Linked DNA regions of Sus scrofa: all the other regions are linked to region 3. Evidence: chromatin contacts called from public promoter capture Hi-C data. All regions are on one chromosome and are shown on one strand. The core of a region is the stretch at or near the end of the contact, and the rest is flanking DNA. Distances in the headings are between cores, read along the strand shown.

The links. Promoter capture Hi-C pulls out the DNA fragments that hold promoters and counts their contacts.
Region 1: a contact with region 3 is called in a promoter capture Hi-C map of liver, with 5 times the contacts expected there. The contact joins the promoter of CD83 here to the promoter of JARID2 in region 3. A contact is called at or near these places in 1 of 5 promoter capture datasets (liver) and 1 of 47 Hi-C or Micro-C datasets (embryonic fibroblasts).
Region 2: a promoter capture Hi-C map of liver shows a contact between it and region 3, with 4 times the contacts expected there. The contact joins the promoter of MCUR1 here to the promoter of JARID2 in region 3. A contact is called at or near these places in 2 of 5 promoter capture datasets (fetal skeletal muscle and liver) and 1 of 2 datasets of contacts at active chromatin or transcription factors (alveolar macrophages).

The regions. Positions count from the first base shown.
Region 1 is chr7:10,344,670-10,348,237 of Sscrofa11.1, reverse strand. CD83 (CD83 antigen) reads right to left here and starts at 2,116. Exons shown (of 6, transcript XM_021100200.1): 1 at 1-2,116.
Region 2 is chr7:10,141,528-10,145,226 of Sscrofa11.1, reverse strand. It overlaps MCUR1 (mitochondrial calcium uniporter regulator 1), which reads left to right and starts at 2,330. Exons shown (of 8, transcript XM_005665577.3): 1 at 2,330-2,870. The coding sequence starts at 2,441.
Region 3 is chr7:11,356,733-11,360,373 of Sscrofa11.1, reverse strand. It overlaps JARID2 (protein Jumonji), which reads right to left and starts at 2,131. Exons shown (of 19, transcript XM_021100205.1): 1 at 1,997-2,131; 2 at 32-239. The coding sequence starts at 76.

The DNA.
Region 1 (3,568 bases), core at 867-3,366, 1.0 Mb after region 3:
GGAGATGAGAGCAAAGCTAACGCTCACATCACCTGGACCCAGGTTCAGACTAGGAGGCAGCATGGTAGGTGGCCTCAGCTTCAGGCTCACCTGAGGGAGAAGCAGAGAGAAGCTTACGTCCAAGGTGGCAGAAGAGGACAGGCTTGAGGAAGAGACCTTGGCTTCCTGCTCCCATGGCCCAAGGTGCCCCAGGCCCCCCGAGGCTCCCGCTGCAGTGGCTCAGCTTCCCTGCAGAGCACTAAGACCTGCCAGCCCAGAGACCTTTGGGTCTGGTAGGTGCCGTGTTGCCCAGAGTTGAAGGATGGCTCCCTCATCCCAGGAACAAGCACTTGGGGAAAACTCGGCAGCTGGGAAACCTCTCGTTGCAGCAGCTGGACCCGTGGACTTGGAGTTGAAAGAAGCAGGCTCAGAGCCAGCTCCTCCATTCACCTATGGGCTTTCTGCACCCAAAAGGTGGATCATAAAGATGCCCCAAGGAATCAAGGAACCGAAGCTCGTGTGGGGTCTCAGTAAGGCAGCCGTCCAACCAGCAGTCCGCAGCCTGAGTACAACCTACGGGTGGTTTCCATTAGCCAACACAGAGCTTTTAGACTAAACCAGGCTGTGTTGAAAATTGGGGTATTTCACATGAAAAAATCCAGGTTTTTGCTTTCTCTTGAAAATAAAAGATCAAGACTTGGGTATACCAGCCAGAATTAAGATGCGTATGCCCTCCTTGTCCAGCCTCCAGTAGCTAATCTGCCCTCCCACCTCTCCCCCACTGCAGCTAAACTGGGTGGGGGGCAGGTTCTGGTGGCCGCTCAGCATCTCATGCAGCTCTTTGTTCCACGGCAGCAAACTCACGCTCTGCACCATCTGCTATCCAAGCAGGGAGGCCAAGGATCGGCAGAGACCTGGGAAGCTCCCGCCCACTTCCCAGGGTGCCCACCAGCTCCACACGTGATGTGATCTGTGTGGTGCTGGCAGGGGTCTGAGTTCACAGGCACCACTCTAAGTGCAAATGGCTACGTAAAGTTCATGGGTTAAAGAAAGGGAAGGGGAATGAGGGCTCAAGTTCACATTCTCTCGGTTGAGCTACAAAATCTAGGATACAGTCCCAGACTGGAGGGGACCAGTGGTGAGCTTTGTGGGGTGGGGGGTGATGTCAGCGGAGGAACAGGGCAAGGACAGAGGCAAGAAATCCAGCCTCAGGGTCCCTGGGAAGCAAGGGACATTGATGGCCTAAGCCCAGGTCAGAGCCTGGTGCTGTGAACAGATACAGTTGACTGGGGGACAGGAAGCCAGGGGGAACTTTACAAAGGCTTGGTGACATTCACGTGGGTCCCCATGTGGAACCCACAAGAGGCCAGGTTTGGCCTTTTCTGGGGAAGTTCCCCTGAGTCTATTTTGTGCTTTGACAGAGGAAATAAAAGTTCCCAGTAACTCTGGGGAGAGGTCAACCGAAACTTAATTAGGTGTCAACCAGAGCCCCCTGGCAGAGGAGCCATCAGTGTGGTTATTACGGAGCTAATTCAACACAGGGCCCTGGTTCTCAAACTCAGCTGATGCGAAGGTCTTAGAAGACAGACTGCCTCCTGTACCCTAAGTTAGACGCATGTACTTTATCTTCATTTTTAGCCCATGATTTGAAACTCAGTGAAGCACTGAGCTGATGTGGACGGCACATGCGTGCTATGGGAACAGGATGATTCTAGATGTTTTCATTCACTTAGCAAACACTTATTCACCGAGGACCTAGAATTTACAACCCATTATGCTCAACGCGAGGGGGCCCACAACCTCGGAAAAGACACTGCCTTTGCCCTGGAGCAACTTCCAGGCCATTCGGGTCAAGTGCATGTCTGGAGGCTGGAAACCAACTGAACTCAGGGAGATCTGTGCAAATTACCTGCTACACCTCTGCAGTGCAGCCCAAGACCAGATACTGTTGCCCTTTAATAAACATTTATTTGTAAGAGTTTCTTAATCAGACTTCCCTTGCTGGGAGGATCGCAGAAATTTTTTACCAGTGCCTCAGCCTGGAGCCGGCAGCCTTGCCTGAATTTAAAAAAAAAAAAAGAACATCTGATTTCCCCCCAAAATGGAATGTTCTTGGTTCTGCTTTAAAAAAAAAAAAAAAAAAGGCTACTGTTATTTAATCCTTACTTGCTAGAGCAAGTGTCTACCACTTACTAGTAGACCTGCTAGTGTCTATCTGCTAGACCCTGGTGGGATCTTTACATATATTTTCTCATCTAACCTACACAGCAGCCCAGTGACTCGCTAGTACCATCCCCACTATGGAATGAGATTCGATAACATTTAGTTCCACCTAGATTACTTCTGAGGGTCCTAAGATCTGTATGAAATCTTTGACAGTAGAGTCCGGTTTTTGCTGAAGGCCAGTCCACACCATCGAGCATCCGTTGTTCGCCACACATAACGCTCTTCGGCACTGGGAGGTCCCCAGGGGTTGGTAGCCAGGCTTCCTGGGACAGCACCTTGGCATCAATCAGCCACCCCAAGACAGTGACCCCAAAGCAGACCTGCAGCCTTACACTCCCCCTCCGTCACTTCCTGCCAGAGAAACCAAAAGAAGAACTCACACAATCTGCCGTCAAGGGTCTTGTCCGGCCCCTTGACGCTCGGCCGGCCGCTGCGGGGGTTTTGGGAGGGGAAGTAACATTGACATCACAAGAACCTAGAGCCGAAAAAGGCTTGAAGGGCTCATCCTGTCCAGGCACCTTGATGAGGCAAAACACGGCTCTCTTCCTGCAGAGCCAGAAATGGAAACTCCACCTCTTTCCATAATTTCTGCCAGCGTTTTAGCCCCCAGACAGAGAAGGTCCTCCAACTCAAGTTCTTATTTAACTGAAGTGTACTATTAATTTTTTTAATCCAGGAAGATGAACTAGTCAGCATGTAGTCCTATCACAAACCTCCAAAATCTTAAAGATAACATGACAAATAGTCTTTTCATCTCAGGCCCCTGAAGCACAGTGATCTATTACCTGTGTTTTTCACTGGGGATTCTTAACTGTGCGATTCTGCCACTGTTTTTTCCACATATGACTGGCAGCTGGAATTACGGTTTCCCATTCTTTGCTCGTTCCCTGTTGTAGAGATCTATACACCCACGACCCTTGCCTGTGGCTTGCCGTATCCCTCGTGAGAACTGAGGCAGTGTATTTCCTCGCCCCAGTGATGTGTGGCTCAGTCATGTCACTCGCTTTGGAATGTTAGGGGAAATAATGGAGCAGTGGCTTTAAATGTTCTTGTTGGATTTGAGTTGGACTCTTGAATTTCTGCCAGAACCATGGGAAGACTATGTCCCAGAGAGTGCCAGACCCAGAAAGAGATAAAGGAAGGAGGCCCAAAGCGGAGCCATGCCCACCTGAGTCCAACCAAGATCAGCTGAACCTCACCCCCTGCACACACCAGTGAGCAGGAAGAGCCAATGTCTGTGATGCAAGTCACGGGGATTTGGGAGGGGGGAGGGGGTACTTGTTACAGAACATTTTCTAGGTCCTGCCTGATCCTTGCATGGAAAACACTGGGATTGGGAGGGGGTTGGTATTCGTTACACAAC
Region 2 (3,699 bases), core at 1,081-3,580, 1.2 Mb after region 3:
GTGGCTGAATAATTTTTTCTTTAACCAGGGGTATATCGCATATGTCCACGCAACGACATGCAAGAATGTTCACAATGGCCTTATTCATAACAGCCAAAAACTGGCGACAAATGAAATGCCATCAACAGGAGGATGGGCAACCAAATTGTGGCACAGTGATACAATGCAATGCTATTCAACACTAAAGAGGAACTAATTACAGATAAACAACAGGGGTGAATCTCACGGCTATTGCATTGAAGGCAGACACGAGGCAGAAGGAAGTCAGACAAAAGGCAATGTTTATTGTATGACTGCATTTATAGGAAGTTCAAGAACAAACCAAACTAATCTGTGGTGACTGAAATCAGAAAATGGTTGGAGTTCCCATCGTGGCTCAGCGGGTTAACGAATCCGACTAAGAACCATGAGGTTGCGGGTTCGATCCCTGGCCTTGCTCAGTGGGTTAAGGATCCAGCGTTGCTGTGAGCTGTGGTGTAGGTCGCAGACGCGGCTCCGATCCTGTGTTGCTGTGGCTCTGGTGCAGGCCGGCGGCTACAGCTCCCATTCGACTCCTAACCTCCATATGCCAAGGAAGCGGCCCAAGAAATGGCAAAAAAAGACAAAAAAAAAAAAAAAAAAAGGACAAAAAAGAAAATGGTTGTCTTTTGAGAAGCAGGCAGATTATCTAAAAAACTGGAAAGGGGCACACTAGAGCTTTTCTGGAGTGATGGACGTATTCTATATTTTGTTTGGGTAGTGGTTATATGAGGTATACAATCAAAAATCATCAAACTGAACTAAGATCTGTGCATTTTTATTACATGTAAGTTATACCTCAACCTCAAAAAGCTACAAACGGCTTTCATTAAATAAAGTCTGTGCCATAGTTTATTTAACCATTCCTCTAATGTTGGAATTTGTGTCTTCCATCTTTTCACAATCATAAATTACAATACAGTGAATATCTTTGTGCATGTATTAGGTTGATCCCTATGAAATTAAAAATCTTCAACATTTTGATCTATCAAAATGACAAGTTCATATAGTCCAATCTAGTAGAGTTTTAAAAAAATATTTTGTATTATTCCCTTAGGTTAAATTTTCAGAGTTGGGTGACTTAAGCAAATTTTATGAACATAAAACACTGTTGAAGCATATTGCTAAATTGTTTCCTATCAGTTCTAAGGATGTATAACTCCTACTAACCCCTTCTGAAAGTGTCTACTTGGGCCTTTAATGTTTTTAATTCTTAATATTTTGATAGCCACTTACATCACTTCCATAACCATATGCCCTCTCTTCTTACCAGCACTTTATAGCTCTGTCTCTTCTTCGTGTCATGTATTTTATATATACAGGTGTGTAAGAAAACAGCGCTCTTGGAGTTCCCGTCGTGGCACAGTGGTTAACGAATCCGACTAGGAACCATGAGGTTGCGGGTTCGGTCCCTGCCCTTGCTCAGTGGGTTGACGATCCGGCGTTGCTGTGAGCCGTGGTGTAGGTTGCAGACGCGGCTCCGTTCCCGAGTTGCTGTGTCTCTGGCATAGGCTGGTGGCTACAGCTCCGATTGAACCCCTTGCCTGGGAACCTCCATATGCCGGGAGCGGCCCAAGAAATAGCAAAAAAAAAAAAAAAAAAAAAAAAAAAAAAAAAAAAAAGGGCTCCTTTTATTTTTTATTTTTGTATCTTCTAGGTTGGTGCCTTGAGCACTGCATTCATTCATTCAAGAAACACTGCTGAATTCACACAATGGACCAATATTGGAGATAGGTGCGATAGGCATTCAAAAAGTTCACTGACCTGAACGCCCCTGGAATCAGATATCCTTTTATACCAGCAGGTCTCACTGACCACTCAAGCTCCTACGTTTGAAATTCTCAGATGGAAACTTTCTCACTTCTATGACGCACTCATCAAGCTGAAAGTTTAGCTTTAAATGTGTTGAATATGTAACGGCTATACCTTCTAACAATTCTTTAAAATACACCCGGCTAACAATTCTTTAAAACGCACCCCAGCGCCACACTTTGGGGAACTTTGGACTAGGAAAACCTAGGGCAGCCTGGTGGTGCTCGGACTTGGGATTCTGAAAAGCACCAGGGTAATTAATGGCTTTATAAGGACATCGGTGTACTGAATATGCAAATCGTGGCAATACCGAGGTCATCCAGCTCCGGGAGAGCCCACCGCCACCTCCTGGTCCTCCGGGTTGCCGGACTGGAACTCGCTGGGACTGGGACGCGCCTTTTTCCGGAGCCCCGCCCCTTCGAGCCCCGGAGCCCGCCCCTTCGAGCCCTGGAGCCCCGCCCCTCCGCCAGCGCGCGCCCAGAGCCCCGCCCGCCCGACAGGAAAGACCCGGTTCGGCGCTGCCGCCGACGCTCGCTCCTGCTGTCGGTGTCGCGCCGCGGCCGCGCGCGACCGGCATGAGCGCGCGGCCGGGCCAGTGACCGCGTCGGAGATGGACTGCGGCTCCGTCGCGGGGGAGAAGCCGAAGCGCCTGCCCGGCCGCCGGCGCCTTCTGCTCTTCCTGGCCGCGGGCCGCGGCGGAAGCCCGGGCGGCCGTGGCGTTCCCGCGCGCCGCCTCGTGCCCACGCTCCCCGGCGGTCTGGGGGCGCTGCGGCCCCGCGGCCCGGCGGCCCGTGCCAGCGCGTCACGTGCCTCCCCGCTGTTCCTCGTCCTGCTTGTGCCCTTCCCGCGCCTGGCCGCCGCCGGCCCTCGCCGGCCGCTGGCGAACTGGGAGCGGTGGCGCGCCGGGCCCTCGTCTCCCCCGGCCGGGCGCGGCGGCGCGTGGAGGTGGCAGCCGGGCCTGGCCCCCCGCGTCGCCTGCGCGGCGGGCGCGCTCCACCTATGCCTCCGGCGGGTGGCCGCCCTCGCTTCCTCGAGGAGAGGTGAGGGCCGGGCCGGGGCGGCGGGAGCTGGGCTCTGCGCTCCTGAGGGCGGGTCAGCCGAGGTCGCCGGGCTCCTCCCGGCCGCGGGGACGAAGGTCTGTCGGGCCCCGCCCTTCTGGTCCGCGCTCTCCTGGGCTCCCTCAGCGGAGAGGATCCGAGTGAGTCGGGCTGCGGGCGCCGGGTGCAGGGCGCAGCTTTTAATGGAATGCGGGGCAGGAGGTACGAGCGGGGAGGAGGGAGCGCGCGCGTTTGTAGAGCCGCCGCGTGGCGCCCGCTCGCAGGTTTCTGTTTTGCAGGTGCGCGGTGTGTGTAGCGACTCCGGTAAAGGAGCAGGTGTGCCGGAGGCTTGCGAGTTTGAGGATGGAAGCTAAGGGACATGAAGGGATTGTTTTATACTTTAATTTCAAACTCTCGTGGCTTCATTAATTCGTTAAGCACCGGCTTCCACTCTCCCTGGCACTCTGCTGGGTCCGCGGGATGTATCAGCTAACAAAATCTTTTCCTACTTGGAGCTTAATTCTAGCAGAGGAGAATATATATATGTGTGTGTATTATTTATGCATGCATAAATAATGTATATAATCTGATGAATGCTGTAAAAATATAAAGGGGGTAAGATCACCACGAAGTGAGTGAGCCTCCAGTTACTAATTTAAATAGTCATTGGAGTAGGTTTCATGGAGAAGGTGCCGTTTGATGAAATACTTAAAGGAGGTGAGGCAGGGGGTCTTGCGTGAGGTTAAGAAAGCCTAAGCAGGAGTTCCCTGTCGTGCCTCAGTGGAAACGAATCTGCCTAGTATCCATGAGGACGCAGGTTCCATCCCTGACC
Region 3 (3,641 bases), core at 882-3,381:
AGTCAAAGGATGTGTTGTTAGGAGCACTTACGTATTTCTTCTGAATGATATTCCTCTTGGGTCTTTCCTTGCTCATTCTGAGATCCAAATGCTGATTGCAAAAGGGGACAATTGCTTCATGAATTTAAAGCCGTCAGAAATTTGCAAAAAAAATATCCTGGTGGTTTTTATTGTTGGTGGTGGTGGTGGTTGATCTTGTAATCCGACTTTTCTTCCTCTTCCCCCAAAGCCCGATTCGCCTTGAAATAAATCCGAAATTGGAAAGGAAAAAAAAAAGCCAAAAGACGAACGAAGCAAACAAAAAAAAAAAAATCACTTTAGTAAAACACTCATAATGGAAAATTTCCCCCGAAACACACACACAAAAAAAACCGACGCCCTTCACTCCCCCCCCTTTTTCCTCCAAAAACTACATCAGCGAAACGTGAAGGTCCTTAGTGTCTGATCCGTAGTTACATCTTGGAAAAGAAAAGGGAAAGATAAATAAAAAATGTTGGAAGTCACGTTTGTGCTGCAGCAGCAGTGCGAGCAGAAGAGTCAACTCCAGCGGCGGCGGCGGCGGCAGCACCACAGCGAGGGCTCGCCGAGTCTCTTTTTTCCAAGCCCCCTAACCAATGAGAGAGAAGCTATCCAGCCCAACTTTAAATGGACTCTGCTTTTATACAAGTTAGGGCTCCTCGGGTAATTCCCTGCCGGAGGCCAGCCGAAAACTCCCACAGCTGGGCCACCAGGCGCCCGCCTACCCCGGCACCGACCGCCCCTGGCCGGGCTCCGAGGACCCCTGCAGCTGGGTCGACCAGACATCCAAGAGGCCTCGACGAACCTTGCCCAGGCTACCCCTCAAGAATCGCTCCCACGCCAAGCCTAGGAGTGGAATTGAGAGAGGCTCCCTAGCTCAATGCATGGCACGCTCGGTCGCTCCACCTCACCCCCTTTCCCCAGCTTGCCGCTCACCCCACAGCCGCCGCACGCTAACCCCCGCCATTGCCCTCTTGTCTACCTGCAGCCGGGCTGCTGGGTGCCAGTGCCCCAGAACGCCCGGCCCCGGGGAGAGCCGCCTATTCCCGGGGCACCTTAGAATGGTCCCCTCGATCTTCTGGAAGTTGTAGTCTCCCGACTACAAAATGGCTATGGCCACGGGAGCTGAGAACTACAATTCCCAGCCTGCCCCGCAAGCCTGTCACTCAAACCCCCCTCCCTCCTCCCCGCCCCCTCCCCCTCCCCATCGCAGGCTCTGCCAACAAACGCTTGGACGTGTCCCGCGTGTGACACTGCGAGAGGCTGGCTCGGGATTGGCCCGCGGAGCGTGTGGTCCGCGAGCGAGGAACTCCCCACGCCGGCCCGCCCCCGCCCCCAGGTTCCCGGCCACGGCCCCCCTCCCCCCGCGGCGGCCGCCCCCCTCCCCGCACGCCCCGCCCCCACCCACGGCGCGAACCGCCTGTGGAATCGAGGAATCGCGCGCGCGCGCGCGCGCCGGCCCGCGCCGAGCGGCGGGGGAGGGACGCGCGGCGTCTCCGGGGAAGGCCTCGGAGCGGGGCGGCGCGGGGGGCGGTGGCAGCGAGGGGTTGGAGCCCGTCCTAAGGAAAACTGGGCCACGCACCAAGAGGAATCCTCGGTGCGAACTAGTTGATCGGCGGCGCCTGCTGCCTCGGCGGCGCAGCCGGTGTCACCTCAGGACACCGCCTCGCGTTTTCGCACGGAGCGTGCCGCGGTCGGGCTCGGGGGACCCTGAGGTCACCTCTGCACGCGCCCCGCGGCCGCACGCGCCCCCACGCTCGGAAAGGCCACCTCCCGGCGCGCGAGGTCGACGTCGGGGGTGCGGGCAGGGGGGCCAAAAGGGAAGCCCCTCGTCGCCGGCTCCTACGAAAGACCCCCCGACTTTGAGGAGATCGCGCTGGGTCCCGGCTGGTCCCGGCGTCTTTTGCGCCTGTGAGCGAGAGGAAAACGAGGGGGAGACCGGTGGCGTACGGACCCCGAGCCCCACAGACGTGCTCACCGCGAGGAAGCATCGGGAGTATCAACCGCGGCAGCCGGGCGAGAGCCTGCCTTCTACCTGCCTCTGGCTTGTGGTGCCGACCTCATCGTTGCTGGAAACGAAGCCGGAGGCCCTCGTGTCTCTCTTATGGCCTTTGCTTTCTGAACAACTTTGCCAAGTCGCTCTTAGCCATTCTGCGTTGTCAATTTCCTCGTTTTCACCGTGGTTTTCCAGAAGTAGTGTTTAAAATGAGCCTCTCCCAGGCAGTCCTTTAAAGAAATGAAAAGTGGGATGACTGCGCCCTCACATTCATTCCCCGTAACATTCAGTTCTCATTCCTTGGATTCGCCTTACCTCTAAAGTATCACAGTTGTGAGGTTTTGTCTACAGCAATGTTCGAAAAGAGAACCCAGTGTCTAAGAAGGTCTCAGAAACTGGAGGTGAGAGACCGGGTTTCAGATCACCCCTGCCCCTTCCCGAAAGCTAGATGGCCTCTCTGAGCTGGTCAGTTTCCTCATCTGCAAATTAGCGATCAATAAGCATTGTGGGGTGGATTATATAATAATTACGTTAACCCAGCTAAGAACCATTTTACTGAAAGTTTTCGGTAAATGAAATAAAATGCTGCTTTAAAATTGTTTCATTATTACTTTACCTTTTAAAAAATCTGCTTTCTAAATTGAAACAATTTGTCATAGGTTCATTTCACATTCAGAAAAATAAATGACCTTCTGTGCCTTCCTTTGGCAAAACTTGGCCGATGCTGTTTGCTGAGGAGGGGACCAATAGAACAGACTCCACTTTTCCTTATTGGCCACCCAAGTGACTTTATGGTTAGGTTACAAGGAGGTGGTTTCAAAAGACTTTCTGATCATTATGACCCATATATTGGCAGTCTCCACTTCTCCACACTCTTAGGGTTTTAACCAGCTTTCAGGAGGTTTAATGTCGGATCTGTCCTTCCCCAGGCAAAATATTAAAGAACAAAGGTGGGTTTCTTCTAGGTTCCCTCAGCCACTCCCTAAGGCTGGACTGCTCCGGTCCTGGGCCTGTCAACTCCCCTGCTGGGCTACCAACTCCAGGTCACCACATTTGAAAAACCATCCCAGTTTCAGCTTGAAAGGGAAAGGAAGGAATTGCTCCTTCCCAAAAGATTTGGATAACATTAGTGTTGTGTTCCCTGAAAAGGGAAATAGATTGGCTCTTTTAGCAGTTGAAAGCCTTTCCTGTTGTGGAAGTAGCTGTCTCCTGATGAGCTTCCTTTCCCTGCCATCTTGGCAAGACCGTGTATTACCTTTCCTGTCTTTTTCCTCCTCTTTTTCATTTTCTATTAATCTGATTCACTCTCTGTGCTGATGATTTTAACACCTCCCAGCTCTTATCTTGACCTCTTCAGGTCTCAGGGTGGGGGAACACATTTCTAGGTACAGGGCTTCCGCAGGACTTATATGCCAGCAGTGGCCTCATCCATGAGGACACAGCAAGAGAGGCCAAAGTCCTTTGTGAAGAAACACGGAGTAGAAAAGGCAGACTCTGGAATCAATCATGATAGCTGTAAACAGGGCTGTATTTGCACCATGGAAAAGGTGTTAAAGGGAATACATAGCTGAGGTGATCAGGAATGAGGAGTTTTGAAGGATGAGTAGGAGTTCAGCAGCTTGAGATA